Linked DNA regions of Macaca mulatta: region 2 is linked to region 1. Evidence: chromatin contacts called from public Hi-C data. All regions are on one chromosome and are shown on one strand. Each heading gives the region's core, a stretch centred on a gene start, on an enhancer-like site or on the middle of the called end of the contact. The rest is flanking DNA. Distances are from core to core; before and after follow the strand shown.

Evidence for each region. Hi-C and Micro-C count contacts between places; a contact is called where the count stands out from the background.
Region 2: a contact with region 1 is called in a Hi-C map of liver, with 13 times the contacts expected there. The contact joins the promoter of LOC114674224 here to the promoter of ZNF17 in region 1. A contact is called at or near these places in 8 of 14 Hi-C or Micro-C datasets (CD4 T cells, blood, cortical neurons and 4 more).

Annotation. Positions count from the first base shown.
Region 1 is chr19:69,603,330-69,608,897 of T2T-MMU8v2.0, forward strand. It overlaps ZNF17 (zinc finger protein 17), which reads left to right and starts at 2,483. Exons shown (of 3, transcript XM_077980031.1): 1 at 2,483-2,743.
Region 2 is chr19:70,284,966-70,290,533 of T2T-MMU8v2.0, forward strand. It overlaps LOC114674224, which reads left to right and starts at 3,428. Exons shown (of 2, transcript XM_028840319.2): 1 at 3,428-3,882. The coding sequence starts at 3,428. It overlaps ZNF329 (zinc finger protein 329), which reads right to left and starts at 3,777. Exons shown (of 5, transcript XR_013409769.1): 1 at 3,065-3,777.

The sequences.
Region 1 (5,568 bases), core at 1,233-3,732:
TTACATGAAAAACAAATTAATATAATTAGATGTAAATTTCAAGCTTTCTATTTCATAAAGATTATAAGTCAAAATTGAGTGAGTTCAGGGACTCAGAGAAGACATTTGAAATATCTAAGTGTGCCCAGTTTTATGGTTTTAGGCATGCAAGGTTTAGATTTTTTTGCTTTTTTCTTGAGATAGGATCTCATTCTTTCACCCAGGACGGAGTGCAGTGGCGTGATCTTCACTCACAGCAGCCTCCACCTCTCAGGTTCAAGCAATCCTCCCACTTCAGCCTCCCCAGTAGCTGGGACTACAAGTGCACACTACCATGCTTGGATAATTTTTAACTTTTTGGTATATTCAAAGATATGTGGCCTGTCACCAAGTATTAGATGGATGTTTGGGCCAGGCGAGGTGGCTCATGCCTGTAATCCCAGCATTTTGGGAGACTGAGGCGGGTGGATCATCTGAGGCCAGGAGTTCAAGACCAGCCTGGCCAACATGGTGAAACCCCATCTCTACTAAAAGTACAACAATCAGCCAGGCGTGGTGGCCATGCCTGTAATCCCAGCTACTCAGGAGGCTGAAGCAGGAGAACCACTTGAACCTGGGAGGTGGAGATTGCAGTGAGCTGAGATTGCGCCATTGCACTCCAGCCTGGGCGACAGAGAGAGACTCTGTCTTTAAAAAAAAAAAAAAAAAAGTTTATTTAATTTCTCTTGGTAAATATCTAGAAATAAATTGTAGGATGGTAGGGATGTATTGTTGGTAAATGATTAACATATTTTTAATTTTCAATTTTTTCAGAGACGGGGATCTCATTATATTGCCCAAACTGGTTTTGAACTCATGAACTCAAATAATCCTCCTGTCTTAGCTTCCCTGTAGCTGGCACTCCTGAGCAGCTTTAACTCTTCCAGACCTTCAGTTGGCTGGTTTTTCTTTTCTTTTCCTTTCCTTTCCTTCTTTCTCTCTCCTTCCTTCCTTCTTTTTGTAATTTGATAAACCAAATTTCAAGACTTTGGCCAAAATACAGTCTTCTCTTTTACTGAATATCTCAGTGCTCCATTTCATTTTTCCCTCACCAATTCTGCAGGAGAGATCACAAGACTATGTCCATATCTTTATTTGTAGGGGTATGATTTTCAGCTAACATAGCCACTAAGTGATTTAATTTACAATTAAATTTTATTTTAATAAAATTTATTTTACAATTAAATTTTATTTTAATAAAATTTATTTTACAATTAAATTTTATTTTAATAAAATTTATTTTACAATTAAATTTTATTTTAATAAAATTTATTTTACAATTAAATTTTATTTTAATAAAATTTATTTTACAATTAAATTAATTTAACATAGCCACTAAGTGATTTAATTTACAATTATAGTGGTAGAAAAATAGCTCTGACTTCTGAGGTTTTGTAATTTATTGTAAAAAGCTGAATACAGGACATTTAAAGTGACCTGACAAAGTCAATACAGGACTGAGGACTAATTCATTAAATATGTCTTACATGTCTTATAGGATCACAGACAGCTGGCATCCCTATTCCTGATGTGTCCCATGCACTTAGTATTGTACCTGGCATCTAATGAGTGTTCATCAGACATGTTAGAGTAATAAATACGACAGCACAGTTTCCCTATTCAGTTTTATTTTTCTGGTAACTCTTTTAATGTATAGTCTTTACCTCTCCCTTCAAGCTGTTAATGCACAATGTTTTCAAGTTTGAAAAATAATCAGATTTTGCACACCAAATTTGAGTGTGTCCAAGGTTCTAGGACAACCTTAGCTTTTTTCCTCCTATCACAGATATATTTCTCTATAACTATTTTTGCCAGTTTCTTTGGATAACTACATAATCATCATTAATAGTTTCAGTAATAGCCATTTCACAAGAGTTATTCAGAGACGATTTCAACTCCCTGTGCAGACACTGTTGATACAATTTCAGGCGAAATGATAAATCACTTTCCAGTGATGAGATGAGATCATGCATTCCCAAACCTTTATCTCAGCAGTAAGATGCTTTCTTTGCACAAGGGCTTTGACTGGTGGAAGGTCACATTATTCTGGCAGATAATGGTAGATAAGTCGCTTTTCCTTTTCAGTTAGGTTTCAGTTTCTTAAAGTAAGTGGAAAATATCTCAGATATAAAGTAATAAGTATCATGTGAATGAAGTGTTACTGGGTAGGCTGAAAGACAGTAACTGATTATTCAGAAAGGAAAGATATTCCTCCTCAAACTCCCCATCATGCCATGTCTGGGTCTTTTCTTGTCCCAGCAGAACACATTGAAGATTATAAAACAGTCTCCAGAGCTTCGTTCTGTGTGTATTTGGCAAGCACAAAAGAACTGATCGCTATGCGTGGAAGATCAGTTCCTTATGGTTGGCCATGTTCCTTCGGACGTTCGTCCTTCGGGAACTTGCTGTGCTTTACAGAATCTGAAAGGGCAGGTCTCTGAAACATTTCTCTGACTTGTTCTAGACTGCCTTCCGGGAAAATCTGGATGCTTGCCGTTTAAAAGCCAGTGAAGCCCTCCACGCCCTTGGAGCCCCGTAACTGCATTTCTCAACACCTCTGGAGGATCCTCCTGGCTTTCATCCTGAACGCGAGTTACCTAGGTTCACAGGCGGGGCAGGCAGCGGCGTGGGAACTACACTACCCAAAAGACACAGCGGCGGACACAAGCAGCGAGTGTAGCTGCTTAGCAGAGAAGGCCTAGCAGAGAGGCGTCTACGTGGGTTCGTACTGCGTGTGGGCGGGACTTCCTGCAACGCCCCAGGGTGTTGTCAATATGGTTGAGTGGGGATCTGTTCACCCTCAGGCTGAGTCGAGACTGAGGTGAAAGAGCGGAAAAACGCGAGAAAAGGTTTCCCCGCTGTACAGAGGCTAGAGTGAGGCTCGACTGAGTCGGGTGTAGGCGTCGGTGCCTTCGACAGCGTCCAGGTCACCGCCGCTCCCGCCCCTCTCTTCCCTGGCTGTGCTAGCGGAGGCCGCGCCGATGAACCTGACTGAGGTGGGTGCCGCGTCCCAGGGCGCCCCGCCAGACCCCTCCTCCGAGTGCCGAAGCCCCGAGGAGGGGCCCTGCAGGTCAGGCCCCTGTGTCCCAAAGAGAGGGGCGTTCTCGTGTGGGGTACCGGTGTCCGCGGTGCTGTGAGGCGGGGGAGCTCCTGTCAGGGACCTGCACTTGCGAGGCTGCAGAGCGGGCGGCACTGGGGAGCCCGAGCGTCTTTGTCTCCACGGAGCTGAGAGTGAGGCGGAGTCTCGCCTGGGAGGGCCGCGGAGCTGCTGAAAGCCATAGCAGGCTGTGCAGGAAGGGTTACGCCCAGAGGTAGACGTTTAAAGTTGGGGAAAACAGGATGTTAAAGTAGGACAAGGGGACCGCTGAGGAGACCCCTTGAGTTATGGTAGGGATGGGCCAGAGGAGTTGCAGTAGAGGGGAAGTGTGATGAGATTCTGGGTGGATCTCAGAGAGACAGTCGACAGGATTTCCTGGTGCATCAAATATAGCAGTGAGGGTAGTGAAGAGTCTATTCCATGGGTTTTGTTTTGGCCTGAAAATCTGATAGAATGGAGTTGGAGAAATCGGCTTAAGGAGCAGGTTTCAGAGAGGATTACAATTTGCATTTTTGGAGGACTGAGTTTTGGAAGGCAGGTCATGGTTGGGTCCATAAGCCTGACACTCCCTTTAGACAGGTGCAAACTTGTCATAGGAAGGATTCTGGGCCGTGTCTGCAAAAACGGAGTTCTGAATGGGTTAAAGAACTGGCCTAGGCTGGAGACTGAGGTGTGAGGTGGTTTAGATTTCGGCACCTGCAGACCCAGCAGACCCCCAGGCCCACTCTGTGGAACAGCAGGAAGGTCATCCAGACTAGTGGGGAGATTGGGTCCAGACGTGGGTAGGGCTTTCTCACATCTAGTCAAGGGCCTCCAGCGATCTTCCAGCAACTGAATTTGTAGCAGGCAGGCCTGGTTGCTGATGGGACTAGGAACTGACCTGCTTGCTTATCCTCTCCCTACAACTTATTTATTTATGAATGTATAAAACATTTCTTTAACCACTAATGAACCAATATCCTTCTAAATATGTACACATAGGTCGGCAGTTAGAAATGAATGTAACCAATAGTTAAATTTATTCACTTAATAGTTGTTGAATGTTAATTTTTCTTTTTTCGTTTTTTCTTTTTTTATTTTTTTGAGACGGAGTCTCGCTCTGTCGCCAGGCTGGAGTGCTGTGGCGCGGTCTCGGCTCACTGCAGCCTCTGCCTCCCAGGTTCAAGCGATTCTCCTACCTCAGTCTCCCGAGTAACTGGGATTACAGGCATACGCCACCATGCCAGCTAATTTTTGTATTTTTAGTAGACAGGATTTCAGCATGGTTGGCCAGGATGGTCTTGATCTCTTGACCTCGTGATCCACCCACCTTGGCCTCCCAAAGTGCTGGGATTACAGGCGTGAGCCACCGCACCTGGCTGAATGTTAATTTTTCTATTTGCTTGCAGTGGAAAGTTTTATGTATCACATTTGCTTAACACTGTAAGAAGTGGGAAAAATACACACCCAAAATTTCAAAACCCTTCCATGTCATTTGTGCTGAAAACTTGTACAAAATATTTAATCCAGTAGAAAGAAATTGCTGATACATAGTGTGTACTACTTATGTTTGGTGCCAATATAAGCCCTATTAGTTGGCAGTCCTTTTAATCTCTATTTTACACATAAGGGCACTGAGACTCAAGGAAGTTCAATCCTCGTCAAGACTGTGAACCCTGAGGACTTACTGCGTAGCCTGAGATAACTTTGCTCTAGTTGCAGGGCCAGAGGTGGTTATACAGTCAGCCTGTAGGATGCTGCAATGCTGTCTTAATCCTCATGGCCTGCCTCTTCCCACAGGGTTCATAGCAGTGGCAGCAGTGCTTATGGATGCTGGACAGGTGAGTGGAGAGTGTTTCCAGCTTTCACCCATCCCAGATGGTTTCAGCATGCTGATATAGGGAATGGTGTTATCCTGAGACTGTTCACCTTTTCTTCTTTCTCCCTTGGGTCCAAGGAGAGCCTGTAGTTTCACCAGACCTGGGTTCCAAACTCAGTCCCTGGTTATATAGAGTGGTTCTAGTTCTCACAACTGATGGTTTGAGATTTGGCAGGACATCTCAAACACAGGATCCAGAATGTTCAAATGCTTGGTGGTGAGACTTAGATGGGATGCTTAGAGAACTGTAGCTTAATGTTCTAGCTGGCAAGGATAAGGAGCACAGCAGCAGGGCAGGAGGTCGGGGCATGCAGGGATCAGGCATGGAATGGCAGCCTGAGGTTGTCTAGGTTTTGTTTTTTGTTTTGTTTTGTTTTTGAGACAGAGTCTCGCTCTGTCGCCAGACTGGAGTGCAGTGGCGCAATCTCGGCTCACTACAACCTCCGTCTCCCGGGTTCAAGCAATTCTCCTGCCTCAGCCTTCCAAGTAGCTGGGATTGCAGGCATGAGCCAACACACCCGGCTAATTTTTGTATTTTTAGTAGAGACAGGGTTTCACCCTGTTGGCCAGGCTGGTCTTGAACTCCTGGCCTCAA
Region 2 (5,568 bases), core at 2,178-4,677, 680 kb after region 1:
AAAGACACAAAATCTCTATGTTATACAGAGATTCATACATAAGTAGTAAAGTAACAATAACATGGACTAGATAGATTGCCCAACTTCAAGAAAGTAGCACCTGAGGGGAGAGAGGGGAAAGAGTTGGGGAAGAGACAAAGTTACACCTGTGATGCTTGATATGAAAAAACAAATCAAAATCTGAAAATCTGACTATATGTTAACACAGGTAAAATCTCGATGATACATGGGTGTCATCTTTATTATTTATATATTATTCTATTACTCTCCAAACCTCTCCGCAGGTTGAAATACTTCACAATTTTGAAATGAAAATTGGAAAAAAAATTGTAATCCAGAATAGTGATTAAATTGTCACAATAGTGATGCTGGGAGCAACTTGGAAATCAATTAGCAAAAGCAATAAAGGATTTTCATGAAGAAAATACAAAAACCTCATTAACAGACCTAAAGTTAAGTTCAGAACACACTGACATATTATTCCTGAATGGAAAGTATTTTTTTAAAATTTCTCCATGAAGGCCTACATATTTTTTTAAAGTATTAAAATATCAGACCGGGCACAGTGGCTCACGCCTGTAATCCTAACACTTTGGGAGGCCAGGCTGGGGGAATCACCTGAGGTCAGGAGTTCAAGATGAGCCTGGCCAACATGGTAAAACCCCATCTCTAAAAATATAAAAATTGGCTGGGCATGGTGGCTCACGCCTGCATTCCTAGCACTCGGTCTCAAAAAAAAAAAAAAAAGATCTTCACAAAACTACTAAACAAAATTATAGCAGTTCCAATTCAAAGACTCCCCCCGCCGCCCCTGCCAGCTCACAGAACAAAACAACTTAAAGATCATATAAAAAGTCCAACAGTATCTGGTTAAAATAGTCAGAGGCCGGATACGGTGGCTCACGACTATAATCCCAGCACTTTGGGAGGCCGAGGTGGGTAGATCACTTAAGGTCTGGAATTCAAGACCAGCCTAGTGAACATGGTGAAACCCACCTGTACTAAAAATACAAAAATTAGCCAGGTGTGGTGACGGGCACCTGTAATCCTAGCTACTCAAGAGGCTGAGGCAGGAGAATTGCCTGAACCTGGGAGGCGGAGGTTGCAGTGAGCTGAGATTGCACCACTGCACTCCAGCCTGGGTGACAACGTGATACTCTGTCTCCAAAAAAAAAAAAGTCAGGCACCCTTTATTAGATACTAAAATTTACCATATTAAGCAGATGGGCTAAAACAGGCACTAAAACACACAAATATCAGAAGAATAGAAGAGTATGAAAGAAGAGATGAGTAAAAGTAATCATCTAGTAATGAAGTTAACAATAAAGCATAACATCATTAATAACAACAAGGGTGTTTTTTCTGTTCAGTGGCAGAGAAATCCTTAGTGCTGGCCGGGCGCGGTGGCTCAAGCCTGTAATCCCAGCACTTTGGGAGGCCGAGATGGGCGGATCACGAGGTCAGGAGATCGAGACCATCCTGGCTAACACGGTGAAACCCCGTCTCTACTAAGAAATACAAAAAACTAGCCGGGCGAGGTGGCGGGCGCCTGTAGTCCCAGCTACTCGGGAGGCTGAGGCCGGAGAATGGCGTGAACCCGGGAGGCGGAGCTTGCAGTGAGCTGAGATCCGGCCACTGCACTCCAGCCTGGGCGACAGAGCGAGACTCCGTCTCAAAAAAAAAAAAAAAAAAGAAATCCTTAGTGCTAAGTATTGTGCTAGCACAAGTGTATATTCTTTTTTGTAGTTTTTGAGACTGGGTCTCACTCTGTCCTCCAGGCTGGAGTGCAGTGACAAGATCTCAGCTCACTGCAACCTCCACCTCCCACGTTCAAGTGATTCTCCTGCCTCAGCCTCCAGAATAGCTGGGATTACAGGCGCACACCACCACACCCAGCTAATTTTGCTATTTTTAGTAGAGACGGGGTTTCACCTTGTTGGCCAGGCTGGTCTCGAACTCCTGACCTCAGGTGATCCACCCACCTCAGCCTCCCAAAGTGTTGGGATGACAGGCGTGAGACACTGCGCCCGGCCACAAGTGTATATTCTTCTAGGTCACAGGTAGGCTATCTTTTTCTGTAAAAAGCACAGTAATAAATATTTTCAGCTTTGCAGACCATAAGGTCTCTGCCATGACTACCCAACTCTGCCAGATAGCAGCCTAGATAATACTAAACAAACGAATGTGACTGCATTCCAATAAAACTTTACAGAAACACAAGGCCCACTGAGGCCATTGTTTGCCAATCCTTGTTCAGGAATTATGTGTTTGTTCTTGGGGTAGGAGATTTTCTACGTCAAGATAAGCATCCCAGAAGTCATTTACAAAATGACTTTTTTTTTTTTTTCTTAGGGATGGAGTCTTTGTTGTCTAGGATGTAGTCCAGTGACATGATCATAGCTCACTGCAGCCTTGACCTCATGGGCTCAAGCAATCCTCCCATCTCAACCTCCCCAGTTGCTGGGGCTACAGGTGTACACCACCATGCCTCTAATTTTTTTAGTAGAGATGGGGTCTCACTATTTTACCCAGGCTGCTCTCAAACTCCAGGGCTCAAGTAATCCTCAGCCTCCCAAAGTGCTGGGGTTACAGGCATGAGCCACCTTGTCTGGCCAACATATGTGATCTTTTTCCGTTTTTTGTTTTTTGTTTTTTTTTTTGATAGTCTAGCTCTATAGCCCAGGCTGCAGTGCAGTGGCGTGATCTCGGCTCACTGCAGCCTCCAACCTCTGCATCCCCGGTTCAAGCGATTCTCCTGTCTCGGCCTTCCCAGTAGCAGAGATTATAGGCCCGTGCCACCAAGCGTGGCTAATTTTTGTATTTTTAGTAGAGACGGAGTTTCACCATGTTGGCCAGGCTGGTCTTGGACCCCTGAGCTCAGGCAATCCGCCCGCTTGGGCCACCCAAAGTGCTGGGATTACAGGCGTGAGCCATAGTTGTTGCTTCTTTAATGGTGCACTCAAGGCATTTTGTTGCTGGCTCAACACCCCTTTCAGGCCTTCACTGACCTATGCCACACGGCACTTGCGCCCAGGGATAAAGAGCCGGATCAGCTTCTGCTCACCCCAGTCCTCTTGCCAGAAAGGCCCTCTGGCCTTTGTCCAGTTGCTGGACGCTGCCTCTTCTTTCTGGTTGGTCTCCTCCTCCAGGAGGCATTCGCGAACGCCCCAGTGGAGCCACACGGTCCATGCCTCTTCCACTTATTTCCCCAGGGCTCACATTCCACAACTACTAAATCAACACCGACAGACTCATAAGCAGCCCCTTCCTCGTCCTTTTTTCCCTCCGGAGCTCGGGAACGTCTGCCGGGGATGAGGGGGACTCGCAGACCACCCCCCGCCAGGCGGAGGTTGGGGGCCGTCACCTGGCCAGGTGTCCGGGGACCGGCTCGGGCGGCTGACACCGCAGTCCACGAGAAGCGAGGAGGATGCTTGGACTGTGGGCAGGATCGCTGGCAGGGGAGGCCCTGCCCGGAAGGCGGGATTTGGGGACGATCCCCATTCCTACCAGCCGCAGACGCGGAGCGCACAGGAGTCGCCGCAGCCCCAGCCCGTGCACCCACAGCGGAGCCGAGGCCGCGACTCCGGGCCTGTTGGCCGGAACCCGCAGCTGTGTCCCAGGCTGTCCAGGTTGCGGCTACCCCTTAGAGCCCCCGGCCCCGCACTACTCTGCGGTGGCTTGGAGACTCCGGGTCATCACGCCCCTCCGCCAAGGCGGACGCCGGACCCTCCGCTGCACATGCGCGCCCACTGCGGCGCAGTCGCTGCGCATGCGTATGCTTCCACCGCCTCCATCTCCCAGAAAACCCCGCGATGTAGTGCTCCACCGCTTCCTTCCTCAGGTTGCGTTAGCCGCGACGATGGCGCCCTCTAGCGGCAGCAGGTAGGCAGTGGGGGTCCTGGGCGTGGCTGTGTGCCCGTGTTCTGGGAGGATACCTGGCGCCGACCTTGAAGGGACCTGAACGTGAGAGGGAAAAACGCTCGTGATGCCAAGGCTTGGGCAGCGGACAGCCAAAATCCTGAAACCCCGAGATGCTCCCTGTGATTCACTTTCCAGAGGCCCCTCAAGGCCCCGACGCTGGCCCGGAGGGCGGTCGCTGACTATCTTGAGACTGAAGCTCACTTTAGGATCCTGGGCGTTCCTGTCAGTTTTTTTTATGAATACAGGGAAAACCAGTGGCTTACTGACAGTTTAGAAACTCCCTGAGGAGGGCCGGGCGCGGTGGCTCGCGCCTGTAATCCCAGCACTTTGGGAGGCCGAGGCGGGCGGATCGCCTGAGGTCAGGAGTTCAAGAGTAGCCTGGCCAACATGGTGAAACTACTAAAAATACAAAAAATAGTCTCTACCAAAAATACAAAAAATTAGCCGGGCGTGGTGGCGGGCACCTGTAGTCCCAGCTACTCAGGAAGGCTGAGACAAGAGAATCGCTTGAACTCGGGAGGCAGAGGTTGCGGTGAGCCGAAATCGTGCCATTGCGCTCCAGCCTGGGCAACAAGAGTGAAACTCAGTCGCGAAAGAAAGGGAGAAAGGGAGAAAGAGAGGGAGGAAGGAAGGAAGGAAGAAAAGAGAAAGAAAGAGTCTCTGAGGAGCAAGCAATTCCCTCAGCCAAAGAGGTAAGAACTGCAAAATAAATATTGCATTTACCTTACCCCAACATTGTATTAAGAACATTTTCAAACAGGCAGAAAATTTGAAACAATTGTGTGGGCCCGGCCCAGTGGCTCACACCTGTGCTTTCTGCACTTTGGGAGGCTGGGAAGGGAGGGTCGCTTGAGCTCAGGAGTTCGAGAACAGTCTGGGCAACGTAGTGAGACCTCATTTCTAAAAAAAAAAATTTTTTTTAATTAACCGGGCTTTGTGGCACGCACCTGTAGTCCCAGCTACTCAGGAGACTGAGGCAGGAGAATCCCCTGAGCCCTGGGATGTTGAGGCATGATTGTACCACTGCACTCTAGCCTGGATGACAGAGTGAGACTCTGTCTCACAAGAAAAAAAAAAAAAAGAATTGTGTGAACACCCCGTATCCAGCCCCTGGGTTAGATAATTAATATTCAACAATATATGCTTGAGCCAAGTATCCATTATTGCATTTATTTCGATAGTAATTAAACAGGGGACTGAGTGACTATGGGCCAGCCGTGGAGGCTCATGCTTGTAATCCCACACTTTGAGAGGGTGAGGCAGGAGAATCACTGGAGCACAGGAGATCAATGCTGCAGTGAGCTGTGATTGCACTTCAGCCTGAGTGACAGAGTGAGACCCTGTCTCACAAGAGAAAACAAACAACAAAAAAAAGAGTGACTAATGGATTCAAGCCAATTAGCATCTGCTTATTAGCACATATGCTTTCTAGTTGCATAAACTGAGTCAAAAGATTTCATTTCTCTAAAACTTTGTCATTTAACCATCAGAGCAGAGTATAACATACATTGCTGTATGAGGACTGCATTAGCTAATACCTGTGCGCTCTGCATGGTAAACCTTCAATGCAAATCCGCTGTTTAATTACTGAAGCACATTTTGGAAGAACTGCTACAAGTACAATTCCTAGAAGCTAGAAAGAATGGC